Regions from separate parts of the Anas platyrhynchos genome. Here region 2 is linked to region 1. A link is a contact called in public Hi-C data. All regions are on one chromosome and are shown on one strand. The core of a region is the stretch at or near the end of the contact, and the rest is flanking DNA. Distances in the headings are between cores, read along the strand shown.

Region 1 (6,857 bases), core at 1,612-4,111:
TGCTAGGAGAACATGTGCATAGCTGTGCCAGTCTTGCTGTTTTAGCTGTCCCTCACAGGGTGTATGATATGGGTGTATGAAACTAAAGACAGTTGGCAAAACAGATAAATGAGCAATATCAAGACTTTGTGCTTAGTGAGATGCCAGAGACCTGTCTCTGCTGGAGCACTTGCTGATAAGACAAGTGGGACACTGTGATAAACCAGCAGGTGGATTTTTCCCATACCATCATGGCCCCTCTCCTCAGTGACACAAAGTGACAGGCTGAGCAAGGTTACTTCATAGCATGCCACTGTTGGGGCACTGCCTGCTATGAGTGCAAGTCTAACTCCTGTTGCTGAACTAATAGATACGTGGCACCACAGACACCCACAGTGTGGTGCGATTCTCCCCAACCTCACTGCCTTCCAGCTCCCTCCTGTGAATCGAGCTTGTCTTTGAGATTCATGGTGACTTCTGTCTCCACTCACTTCTCCTGCCCTATATTTCTCTTCCTTCCCATCTGTGTGCTCTGCTGAGGAGGCTTGTGCAGCAGCTAGGTGGTGTGCCTGGATGTGCAGCACCACGCATCCTGCCTCACCACTCCCAGTCCTTCATGCCCATCTGCACTGGAGAGCATGCTAAACCTGTGGCAGTTTGCTCAGGTGCCTGGGAGCCAGCATGTGCCCAGTTGCCTCGCTGCCTGCTTTCATTTGCCTACTTCCCTGCTGCTATTTTCTGGTTCTTTTTTGGTAAAGCAGGGAAAGCAAAAAGCTGTGATCAGAGAGCATGGTGAGCAGCAAGAATGAGAGGGGTGAGCACACGGTAGGGTCTGCTGGGGACTCGGCAGGGGACTGGAGCAAGGAGGGAGTGCAGCAGGCTTGCTGCCTGGGCATGTCTGGAAGGGGTGGTGACAGCAACCTTGGTGCCCTGGTACCACAGTTCACAGCAGCAGGGCAGTGCTCTAAGCTCATCCAGAAACATGGAGCTGAGCTGCCTGGGACATGGCTGCAGGACTGTCTTTCTGGCAAGTTAGCCAGGGCATGCAGTACAGGGCTTGTGCTGATTTCAGAAGGTGCTTAGCCAATACCTGCTTTAGTGTACAAGCATATAGCATGGGCAGGAGACATCTGATCCAGCCTGAAATCTGCCAGTGTGAATTTAATCTGCAAAAATAGGTTATGTGTGGATTTGGACCAGCATAATTTGTATGTAGTACATCAGCCTTTTGCTAAATAGGATGTTAGGATTTTGATAAAAATTTGGTAACCCTATAGCCAGATTGTTGTATGTTTAGACCAAAGGCATGCAGCTTCTGGTATGCATCACCCCCTTTAGCACCAAGCACATATCTGGGTGGGGAAGGAAAGTGTATTTGTTCTGAAATGTGTTGGTCTGATCTCCATGACCATCTCCAGAGCTGCTCTAAGTGGCTGCCCCCTCCAAAGAAAGCCCCTTGTGAGAGCTGCCACAAGTGACTGGAGAAGGAGCTGATCCCTGACTCTCTCTGATGCTGCTGGGTTGCCACTGTTTGTACAAATGGGAGCAACTGTGTGAGCCCGTCACCAAACGGGAGCTGCCTTCAGGAGGAGGTGAGTGCATGGCAGGGCCTGTGCTTCCTGAGCAGAAGTCAGGGATCCCGTGAAGACTGGACTGAAAACTGGAGTTGGCAGTAATGGTTTAATTGTGCTGGAACTGAAGCAGCATTGCCTAGAAGTTGCCTGCTTTTTACAGAAGATGATTACCAAAGTCTGTTGCCGGCCTGGCATAACAAAGTAAGCTGTTGCTGAGGTCTGGCTTGCCTGCACAAAGATGTGAGCAGGTGCTATGTGCAGTGCTTCCTCAGCTGCTGCCTGCCCTGCCTGCTTGCAGGGCTACCCCACGCACTGCCCCACAGAGGGGCCATGGGGAGGTTTTGTTGCAAGCAGCTGATGCTCTCATGCTTTCATCTGTTACAGGTATTGATGTTAAGTCTGCTGGGCAGTCCCAGGGAGATGGTGGCCATGGAGGCACTGGGGACGTTCGGAGACATCAGAGGGGACATGCAGAACACCGAAGACACACTATCGCCAATGGTGTGGATTTTAGCATGGTAAGAAAACAGCCTTGTCCTGGGCTGCAGTCAAGGGGCCTGCCCCTGCAGGATTTCTGTTATAAAGCTGTATTGATGTACATTGTGGTCTTGCAGTTACTTCCAAGGTGTTTTCTGTCCTGAAATGTGCAAGAGAAAGAGAAGTTATGGTTTCCCCTGTGTCCCATGGAGCAATGTCAGCCTATGGAGTTGGCACCTGTGCAGTCAAACACTGTCTTCATGGGCAAAAACTTGGGTAGAGAAAGGCAACAATTTACCTTATGGTACAGGAGAAGGCCCCAGTGCTGCAGTCATCTGAGAAGATTGGTCTCTGGGCTTTTCAAGCATGCCTTGCGCAGAGCCTCAGTGCTGTGTCCTCTGCTAGCTGTTCTTTGTAGGTCAGGTCTCAAGCATGCTGATCCTTGTGGCTCCCAAGAGATTTTTGCTATTAATGCAGAGAAATCTAAACTGAATTTGCCTGGGAAGCCCAGTATCAAGGGATCTGCTCCCCTCTCTGTCCCTGAATGGAGAGGTTTGGATCAGCTTGCCCAAACCAAGGGATCCGCACTGCTCCCAAGTGGAATAGCGAAGCTGCCTGGGCATGTTGCCCACAAGCTCAAGCCAAGACCTTGCCTGCAGGATGAGTGATCATCTGGTCTTTCTTGCTTTGTCTTGTGGCATGAGGGCTGCAGGCAAGGCCGTGACTCTCACATCTGCAATTCCACTTTTGGCACCCTGGTGTCACCAGCTCCCTGATCTGAGCAGGGCCAGCAGGCTGCATGCATGTCCTTGTGCAGCATTGATTACAGCATTGCACTGACCTTGGGCAACATAACATGCTCTGATTCCCGGCCTGGCCAGTCTGGGGAGGGTGCAGTTTATGTACGCATGGGAAAAGATTTGTTGGGCTTACAGCAATGCAAGGGGCTGGGTCTTCCTCTCTCAGACCGAGGGGGTCTCTGCTGAGAGGTGCTGACATGGAGCAATAAATGTGGATGTGTTTGCCTGGGATTAGGGGTCCCTCTGGTCCTCAGGTTTCTGGTGGTTGGACATTGCTGCTTTGACAGGGTATGCCCCCTTCCTCCCTTAGCAGGGCTCTCACATGTGCACATGGCTCCACGGTGGAGTGCAGCAGAGGTGTCATCACTGCCGTGAGTGTGAAGTCCTGCCTGGTGCTGATGAGGAAGGGGATGGTGGCCAGGGTGTCTTGCTGAAGGCTGGTGTTTGTTCCCAGCACTGCCACAAGTGCTGTTGCTTTTAGCGTTGCCATTGCCTTTGTTTCCCCATGGTGCATAGTTGTGTGGGAGGTGGGATGCAGGTGCTCTACCTTTCTTCCATCCATCCATCTCTAGTGTATCTGAGTGCTGCTCTGCCTTTACATGTTCCTCCTCCCAGAGATAGGATGCCTCCACTTGTACTGTGGGGGTTGAGAAGTCTTCCCAAGCACCAGGGCAGAAGTATTTGGTACCAATTCCACTTCTGAGTATGCAGAGACAGTTGGAACAGGTTTGAATCCAGCAAGAATTGAATCTGCATGCAGGGTGGAGATCTTGCCTGGCTACCCTTCCTCCCTGATGAAGGGAGGATATCTGGCAAGACAAGGCACACAGCTGTGATTAGGCTAATCTGCCTAAAACCGGGGGTGGGGGGACGCACTGTTGTCCATCGTGTGTCCTATAGGCGCACTAGGACCTGTTCATCCTCCTCAGCAAAGCAGACGAGTGGGGCCTGTGCTGCAGCCCCAGGACCCTTTATGATAGACAGCTGGTGACTCCTCAGATGTTCGGTGGGTTTTGTTGTTGTTTTATTTTCAATGTGTCCATTGATTGATCCAATTTCCCCATGTCCTTGGCATAGCTGGAATGAGACCTGTGAGAGGCCAAGCACTTTTGTTTGCAGGCAGCCCAGAGAAGAAGCACTCTCCCCTCCCCTTCTACCACAGGCAGTGACCAACCAAGATGTGCTGTGCCCATTCACAGAATTTCTGGGTTGGAAGAGACCTCAAGATCATCAAGTCCAACCTCTGACCTAACGCTAACAGTCCCCACTAAACCATATCCCTAAGCTCTACATCTAAACGTCTTTTAAAGACTTCCAGGGATGGTGACTCCACCACTTCCCTGGGCAGCCCATTCCAATGCCTCACAACCCTCTCGGTAAAGAAGTTCTTCCTAACATCCAACCTAAAACTCCCCTGGCGCAACTTAAGCCCATTCCCCCTTGTCCTGTCACCAGGCATGTGGGAGAACAGACCAACCCCCACCTTGCTACAGCCTCCTTTAAGGTATCTGTAAAGAGCAATAAGGTCACCCCTGAGCCTCCTTTTCTCCAGGCTGAACAAGCCCAGCTCCTTCAGCCGCTCCTCGTAAGACTTGTTCTCCAGGCCCCTCACCAGCTTCATCGCCCTTCTCTGGACCCGCTCGAGCACCTCCATGTCCTTCTTGTAGCGAGGGGCCCAAAACTGAACACAGTACTCGAGGTGCGGCCTCACCAGAGCCAAGTACAGGGGGACAATCACCTCCCTAGCCCTGCTGGTCACACTGCTTCTGATACAAGCCAGGATGCCGTTGGCCTTCTTGGCCACCTGAGCACACTGCTGGCTCATATTCAGCCGACTATCCACCATCACTCCCAGGTCCTTCTCTGCCTGGCAGCTCTCCAACCACTCATCTCCCAGCCTGCTTGGGGTTATTGCGCCCCAGGTGCAGGACCCGGCACTTGGCCTTGTTGAACTTCATGCAGTTGACCTCAGCCCATTGGTGCAGCCTATCCAGATCCTCCTGCAGAGCCTTCCTACCCTCGAGCAGATCGACACACGCGCATAGCTTGGTGTCATCTGCAAACTTACTGAGGGTGCACTCAATGCCCTCATCCAGATCATCGATGAAGATATTAAAGAGGACCGGCCCCAGCACTGAGCCCTGGGGAACACCACTAGTGACTGGCCTCCAACTGGACTTGACTCCATTTACCACGACTCTTTGGGCCCGGCTATCCAGCCAGTTTCTAACCCAACAAAGCGTGCGCCAGTCCAAGTCAAGAGCAGCCAGTTTCTTGAGGAGAATGCTGTGGGAAATGGTGTCAAAAGCCTTGCTGAAGTCAAGGTAGACCACATCCACAGCCTTTCCCTCGTCCACCCAGCGCGTCACTTTGTCATAGAAGGAGATCAGGTTTGTCAAGGAGGACCTGCCTTTCATAAACCCATGTTGACTGGGCCTGATTGCCTGCTTGCCCTGCAAGTGCTGCGTGATGACTCTCAAGAGGATCTGCTCCATGAGCTTCCCTGGCACTGAGGTCAAACTGACCGGCCTGTAGTTTCCCGGGTCTGCCCTCCGGCCCTTCTTGTAGATGGGCGTCACGTTTGCTAGCCACCAGTCAACTTCCACCTCCCCATTCTCCTGTCCGAGAAGCTGCTCTGCCCCTAGCTGTATCCTGTCCTCTGCCCCTAGATTGATTCCATCTGTCCCTGCACCTGACAGAACTGCTGGTATCCCACTGCTCTGTGGGATGCTGCCTCTTCCTCCAGTTCCCATGCTGACCAGCAAGCCCAGTGGGACCAGGTTGGGATAGGCAGTCACACGCTGCAGCCAGAACTGGATGGGGGTCCTTGCCACATACAGAACCTTCTTCATGCCCCTCAGCAATACTCTGTGTAGTACCAGGGCTCTGTGGTTCTTCGTGTGGGTACGTCCCCTTCTCTCTGTTTGTCCATATGAGCATGTGTGTGTGAGTGGCTGCTGTATTGTAAACAGCACGTCCAGAAGCAGAGGGAGCAAGAATAACCCTGGCATAAGGGGTGGCTGGCACGTGACAATTGTGAGACTTAGGGAGTAGAGGTGGGGACAGAGCAGTGCTGGCAGCCTGAAGAAGCTGTTGGTACAGTCTAACCTGTTTGCTGGAGGCAGTCAATGTTTAGGGTCACTTCTGAGCTGAATTGTTCCCGTCCAGATGTTCTCCAAAACAGACGAAGAGGTTCCTGAGTGTCCAGCAGTTTCTAGGCTTGCCTGCTTGTGTGATCAGAGTGCTTATGCTGGATAGAGAGCTGTCTGCCCTCCACAGTGAAGACTCTCCTGGTGCTCAGGCTGTGCCACAGGCTGTGGAGGTCAGGCAACATCACGGCAGAGAAGGCAGGCAGCCATTTGCTTTGGGGAGTGCTGGGAAATCCAGCCCAGTGCTCTCGACGTGGAGGAAGGCCTTTCTGCCTTGGAGCAGCCACAAGGGTGGCTCAGGAGGGCTGTGAACTGGGGGAGCAGGCTCACTCCTGCTTGGAGAAGGGGACAGGAGTTGGACTCAATGATCCTTATGGGTCCCTTCCAACTTGGGATATTCTATGATTCTATGACAGGGAAGAGTGAAGGCTGATGAATTGTGCTGTGGTCATTCTGTTCTTCTGGGAACAGACCCTCCTCTTCTTGACACCTCCGTGATTTCCTCGTGGCAGTGCAGAGCCAAGGGGCCTTGGGAGAAGGGTGGCAGCAGAGCAGGGAGGCCCCTTGTCAGCTGGGCACAGGCAGCTAGGTGCTGCTGCTGTCTGCTGTTGATGGAGGGCCCAAGCTGCGTGTGCTGCAGCAGGTTGTGGCTGGCAGGGCCCTGTTCTGCTTGTCCCAAAGGGGTGGGGGCAAAAGCCCTGGGTGCTCTGTTAGCAGCCCTCCAGACATGTGAATATATCATGTCCCTCTCCATATGACTTGAGCTTGAGCCTGAAAGACTAAGCAGACACAGTCAGCAAAGGAGAAAGCAGAGAGCTGGGTAAACAGGACTGTAGATTTTGCCTGGGGTTCTGGTCTCTAGATAGCTTGGCTGCTCT
Region 2 (6,857 bases), core at 2,534-5,033, 110 kb after region 1:
CCGTCTGCTGTTGTTGCTATCTTCAACCATCTTGTCTCTGTGCTGCTGTCAGGGTTAAGTGCAGCCAGAGCAGTGAATGACTTGGCTGCCCCAGCTCCAAGTTTTGTTGCTAAGGGTGACAGTGTTTCAGGCACTGCTCTGGAGCAGCTGCCTGGGCATGACAAAAGCTCCTGTTGTCCTGCCACAAAGTGCCATTATTCAGAAAACTTCTGGGCAAAACCTTGCATGGCATCTGTGTCAGGTGGGTGTCACCTCCCAGGGCCATTGGGCAGTGACCAAGGACAAAGGGACACCCAGGAGACACGGTGGTGGAAGGGCACTGGGTGCCAAGGTGCCCTGTGGAGGTTGGCTGTTCTGGAAGGGCAGCAGTGGGGCAGCCCCCAGGGAGCATGGGAGGCGGGCACCTGAGCTCCGTGGCATAGAAAGGTGCCAAAGTTGGGGATGTCGGGGCTGGTTCTGTGTCTTTTCACCGTTCTCCACTGGCTGGAGTCACAGAGCTGCCATGTTGGGATGCTACCAGGCTGACCAGCATTTCTCCTGCTTTAAAATCCCAGTGGTATTTGGTGTGTCCAGCAGCACCAAGACAGGCCATTGTGGTTCAGACAGTGGTCAGCCCAGGGACGAGGCCTTTGCTCCAACAGGGGCTTCTAGTTGGTCCCTGGGGAAGGAGGGATGTATGCACCCTCCTTCCCCCTGAGCATATACCCAGCTTCTCACTCTTCCTGAGAGACTGCAAGTGGTTTGTCCCTCACCCCACTCTTCATAAAACCCCACCCTGCTCAGCTCAGGGCAGGGGGCAGTAGTGTGGGTTACTAGTGGGGCTGTGGGGTATGGAGCAGTGCCCATGACCTGGTCTCTCACCTCCCTCCATTCCACTGCCTTGGGTCATGTCTTGGTGAGCTTCCCCAGTCTTCTGTTTGGCATGACTCCAAACACCAACAGCAGTGGGACAATGGGCAGCACAGCCCCAGGGAACCTGGTTGCCCATCCCTCCTTGGACCTGGAGCCTGAGCACCTCTCACAGGGCTGCTCTTGCATCCATCTGCAGAGGGCAGCAACCACCCACCCGCAGTTCTCTGGGTGCTGCTGGCATTACCTGATGGTCCATGGCATGTCCACAGATGCTGGCTGTTCTCCACCCAACTGGGCAGAGCTGGCAGAGACCCCAGCTGCCAGCCTGGGTTTGAACAAGACAGCTCCAGCCTGGCACAGTCTCTGCCCCTGAGCTACCCCTGGGCATGTCCCTGGGCTGCTGGGAGAGGGTGCCTGCACACACCAGCCGCAAATTCCTGCCCCGGGGCTTCTAAAACCCTGCCTAGGGTAGCACCGTGGCTGACAGCTGATGTGGCTGTGGCCTTCCAGCAGCCTTCCAGGCCTTCCAGGACACAGCTCCTTCATCTCTGTCGTGTCCTGCATCCCTGGTGGAAACCTCATGGCCAATGTGGCATGGCCACCTGTGCCACACAGGGAACTGGGGAACAGGAGCACGGGCAATGCTGTCAGGGAGTGCTGCCAGCAGTGAATCAGACTGAGGCAGGCCAGCCTGGGAGCAGTGCCCTGTGGGCTGTGCAGTGCCCAGTATCAGGGCTCTCAATCACACAGGGGAAGAAATGCAGAAAGGGAGTTGAGAAAAAATAACAGGAAACAGGACATAAGTCTGAGGAGGAAAAAATACCCAAACCCAGCACTGCAGTTGGCCTCAGAGGTCTCTGAGGGTGGCACTGAAACCGCAGAGCCCTGCTACGCCCCAGCACATTGGCAGAGCACTGCGGGCACAGTGCTGGCAGGGGCCCCATGGGAGTGGTCCTTGTCCCAGGAACTGGGCAGCCAGAGGGATGGAGAGGAGCAAGAGTGAAATGGGGGGTGCAGCCTCCAGGGCTACTCAAGCACCCCAAGAGCCCCCATGGAGTGGTTTAGGGGCAAAGAGCACAGTGGGACCTCACTCCCCTCTTCTCTTCATGCCATGCAATGCAAGTACATATCCACTTAGAGGACAGCACTACATGCCTCAGGGCTCTCCTCCCTGCCTCTATCTCAGTTTCCCCCTCTCTCTTCACTTTGCAAGGGCCTTAGGAGACAGGGGTGTGCCCAGGCAGCCATGCCAGCAAAGAAACAACCAGGCAGGTGGCCTCACCAGGACAGTGGCATGGCCAGACCCTAGGCATGGGCACAGCTCTCAGTGCAGGCGCAGTAAAGGCATGCATGTGCCCACTTCCTCCTTTGACAGAAAACATCCCAGCAAGGGCAGGTGCCCAGGCTTGGCAGAACAGAGGAGCTGCTGGTGTTGCTTTAGCTGACAGTTTCAAGATGAGTCAGTGGGAGCCAAAATCAGGCTGGCATCCTGTTTTCAACCTGGCTGCAGGGTGGCAGACAGGAGGCACACAGGGGAAGCTGAGGGCAGGGCCCTGCCTGCACACATCTCAGAGCAGGCAGGGCATTGGGTTGGAGCAGGAGTCTGCACATGCTGAACCCCCAACACACACACACCTGCTCCTTCCCAGCACTGGCCAGGAGGGAATTGCCCCCAGCCCAGCCACAGCACAGGTGATCCTGGTCATGGTGCCAGGCTAACGTTCTGGGCTTGTTCATAACCCTCTCGGCTCTGTGATGGGCCGAAGAAAATGCAAAGGCAGCAGCAGGTTTATTCCAAGATGAATGAGCATCTTGCTCTTCATCTGCTTCTGGGTGATTTTGGAGAGAGTTGTGTGTGCCAGGAACCTGCAGCCAGACATGACAATCCTGATTTTCAAGAGTAAACAAAATAATAGTAACAATGTTCTAGTGGTCTCAGCAAAACAGTGTTTGCAGGATGTGCTTTGGCACAGCAACTGCCAGCCCGCAGAGCTGCCCATGGGCTCAGCCCAGCCCCTGCAGCCTCCCTCCCTGCCATGCTCTGCATGGGCACTACTCCGGCAGGCAGCTGCGGGCAGGAGCACAGTGGCCAAGGCAGCCTGCTGGGTACCAGACCCTGCCTACATCCTGCTCCACGTTGCTCATGCCCGAGGACGGGGCTGGGTGGCAGGGCTCAGACCAGACTGGGGGTCTTTCCCTGCTGTCCCCTCCTTGGTATCACCCTGTGACCCATCTCTGTCCCCTTGCACTCCTCTGCCACAGGGCTAGAGAAGACATGCCAGGGGGTGGGAGACCTGGGGACCTGCCTGGAGAAGGTGGCCAGTGTGGGCTTGCTTCTGCAAGTGCAGAAGTGCCTGCTTGCTTCTGAGGGCACCCGTGCTCCTTCTATCCACATGGTGGAGAGCACTGATGAGTCCCAGTGCAGGGACATAGAGACATTGGGCAAACCCCAAAACAGGGGCAGGTACCAGGAAAAGCCACAGCTCATCTGGGGCATTGGAGTTCTGGCTAGCAGCTGGGATGGGAGAGGTGCTCGGCAGACATGAGATATGATTTGTGCTTGCTTTCAAAGATGACCCCTTGGAAATCCCTTTGGGGAACTGAAACCCCACACAGGGCTACCTGTCTCTTCCACAAGGAGCTACGGTCCTGCCAGAGAGTCTGGAGAAAACACAAGGACATAGGTCAAGATGTGTAGGCACAGAGAGATCTGCAAATATCTACCAGGGTGTAGCACACGGCCATGGGGCAGCACGGGACATGCACTGTGCAACAGGAGCCCATCCTGGCATGGGGCACCCCCCCAGCCATGTGAGAAAGAACCCAGCCATGGGGCACCCAGCTGTGGGTGATATTGCCACCCACATGGCACAGGGGAAGTGCTCAGTGTACTTTGACAGCAGCAGGAAGGACCTGCCTGGGGGCTGGGACAAAGCAAAACCACAGAAAAGAGGAAGCCCTAAGTACTCCAGCCCAGAACCAGCAGCTGCCCCAGAGTACCTGCGTGGGCAGTCACCAGCCCTGTCTGTGCCGTGCTGCGCTGTGCTGTGCCGCGCCACACCGTGCCGAGCTGCAGTCCATTCCACAGTAAGTCTGCAGGCTGAGCCCACATGCCAGCACTGCTGTACAACATGGGGAGAGGGGGGCTAAGCAACGGGTTGGCTCCTGGTGCTGCCAGCCTGAGGATCTGCCCTTCCAGAACAATCTTTGAATGTGGGGCAGTGTCCCCACTGCTGGGGACTGGCAGGCAAAGGGGCCCGAAGCACCGGTGTCCTCATGCGTAGTGCAGGGAGCAGGCAGAGCTGTTTTTCCCTCTTCACATGATTTTTTTTTTTTTTTTCTGGAGCCTAAACTTAGCTCATGTATTTTAGCATGCCAGACGGAGCAGGCCAGAGCAGGGAAGGGATTTGCAAAAAGTAAAGCTGCTGCAAATCAGCTGGAAAAGCAGGACAACACCTTCCACAAGCCTCCAAAATCACAGAGAAACCAGCACCCCCTGCCTGGCTGTTGGGCTGGGGCATCTAATTTGCTTTCAGAGGTTACCTTGAAAGGGAAACTGTCTTTTGTGCTGAACACTGTGGGTGACCTGCCAAAAATTTGGCTGCAACACATGCAGAAATGCAAACAGCCAAATGGATAGGGAAAGGAGCTGAGAGGGAGCTCCCTGTACACCCGGGGCTGTGCCCTGCAGCCCATTCCATGCCCGGCCACCCAGCATTGCCAAAGCACGGGAAAAAAAAATCAGGCAGTGTCCAGCCGTGCAGTCCTTGGGACCAGCACTCATGGGGTTTTGAGCTGGTTGCTGGCAGCTGGTGCAGCTGAATGTCGCCCCCCCCTTCCCCCCCATCTGCTCCTGCTGCTTTCCAGCGAGCAACTCTGACTCAGTTAAGAAGCAGAACCTTTGTCAAGGCCAGACACGGGCAGAAGGGCACTGCAGTGGAGTGAACGAAGGTGTAAATGCGCATCTCATGCTGGATGGTGGTTGACTGGGGTTCCCACATGCCTACAGGCTGAGCCCCGCCAGCTGGAGACCTACAGCAGCCCAGCTGTGGGGGAGCCAAATGCCTCTCTGCCCTGCCTGCCGGGGACTGGAAACCTGGGGCACCTGAAAATAAAGTACGGGTATATGCGGTGCCAAGACAACCAGCTCCCAGACCTTCATGGCTGGGGAGAGCACCCCAAGCCCAGGGAGAGCACTCCAAGCCAGGTAGGAGCCCTGCCATCACTGCAGGAGGGTGCTGGGACAAGCGAGGCACGTTTCAGGCAGGACCCTGATCTGGCCCTGGGTGGGGTTTGGGACTTCCTGATTGCTCCCAAGGACACCCCAATGGCTGATCCATGAGTGGGTTCAGGGACGGAGCGTTGCTCTGGGGTGTGTGTTCACAGCATTTCCTGCAGTGACTCCCAGCCAGCTGTGAGGCAGGACTCGGGGTACTCCCTCACTCTTTGGCATGTGGCCCCAACTTGCAGCCCCCCAGAAAGAACCACATGTTCCTCCCAGGCTTTGCTGTGGCAAGGCTGGCTGCATTTCAAGCTCAAAATGCCCCCCCAGGCAAAGCGAGAAGTGTGGAATGGGACTGTGCCTCTTTGTCAGATGGGGAAACTGAGGCACAGAGCAAGTGACAAGGAAAGCATCCCTTGTGCATGCAATTGGGAGTAGTGTTCATCAGTTGTGACATGGGGACAGGTGGCTGCTGACTGTTGGCTCTGTACTCCCTCCCCATCTCCTTCAGCAATAGCACTGCTTGCCCCTAGAGACTGGGGTCACTGGGGAACACATGAGGGAGCGTGATGCAAATGACACCGATGCAAATGACAGCACCAGCTTGGTGTGACAGGGCTGCAACAGCTCCTGCCTCTTCCTACCCTGACAGGTAGCCTCAGGAAAAGTCCTTTTATCTGTTACATATGGGATTTTCTGAGCTTAAAAGACAACACAAAATGAAGAAAAAAAAAAAAAAAGGCCCAGAAAAAAAAATGGAATCCACATGGTGAAAGCTGTGGGTCCCTCTGTGGCACCTGGGATGGCATGCAACCATCCCCTTGCTTGGCAGAGGTGCTGCCAACATCTCCAGCCTGCCCCAGGCCAGGGATCCCTGCTGGGTTGTGGCAGCGGGTGCATGGGTGGGACCCTGCAGGGTGGGCAGAGGTATACTGGGGCCTGGGGGCTCCTCCTGTGCCTGAGCCCTGTGGGGTTTGGGTGCCATGGAGGAAGTGCAAAGTTTTTCTCCAGCCACTCCAGCCCCAGCATCTCCTCGTTCCTCCATGCTTCTGCCAGCCAGGTGGCTGGGCAAGCTGAGCTGATGGCCCTTGCTGGCTTCTTCTGTCCCAGGCACAGCCTCCAAGGAGGTGACACCACCAAGAAGGTGACACTACCAAGGTGACAGCCAGCCCTGCTGAGCACCGGCAGCATGTCCCGGGCATCACCACTGCCACGGCTGCCATGGGGCCGGCCCAGTATGAAGGCAGTGGTCACTGCTGGGTTGCTTGTCACCATGCTCTGGAACCTGAAGTGCTTCATCAACTCATCTAACATCTCTGGTAAAGCCCCCAAGCACACTAAGCCACTGGTGGTCCTAGTGTGGGAATGGCCTTCAAATCAGGTCCCAAACATCAGTGGGGACATTTGTTATGAGCTGTACAGCATTGAGGGATGCTGGCTCACCATGGAGCAGCAGCTCCTGCACCGGGCAGATGTGGTGGTGTTTCCTCACACCAGGCTCCAGCAGGGCAGGGACAAGCTGCCCCGGGAGAAGCCACCAGGGCAGAACTGGGTGTGGGTCTCCCTGGAGTCCCCCACAAACACTAAAGCATTAACAGGATGGAACCAGACATTCAACTGGGTGATGACCTACAGACGAGACTCAGACATCTTCATTCCCTATGGCAAGCTTGTGCCCAACCGGTCAGCCACCATGAACATCCCCATGAAGACCAACTTGGTATCTTGGGTTATTAGCAACTATCACAGGACTCAGAAAAGAGCTGAAGTCTACAAGAACCTG

What was found. Hi-C and Micro-C count contacts between places; a contact is called where the count stands out from the background.
Region 2: a Hi-C map of skeletal muscle shows a contact between it and region 1, with 5 times the contacts expected there. The contact joins the promoter of FUT7 here to the enhancer-like site in region 1. A contact is called at or near these places in 2 of 8 Hi-C or Micro-C datasets (skeletal muscle and subcutaneous adipose tissue).

Annotation. Positions count from the first base shown.
Region 1 is chr18:2,893,105-2,899,961 of IASCAAS_PekinDuck_T2T, forward strand. SAPCD2 (suppressor APC domain containing 2) reads left to right here. Exons shown (of 5, transcript XM_072025274.1): 2 at 1,938-2,071. Among named protein-coding and RNA genes, the nearest start is that of SAPCD2, 10 kb to the left of the region's middle. Within about 2 kb of position 2,862, at least 4 of the 8 cell types and tissues checked have an H3K27ac peak or open chromatin away from gene starts, as enhancers often do.
Region 2 is chr18:3,000,230-3,007,086 of IASCAAS_PekinDuck_T2T, forward strand. FUT7 (fucosyltransferase 7) reads left to right here and starts at 3,784. Exons shown (of 2, transcript XM_005014795.6): 1 at 3,784-3,939; 2 at 6,185-6,857. The coding sequence starts at 6,264.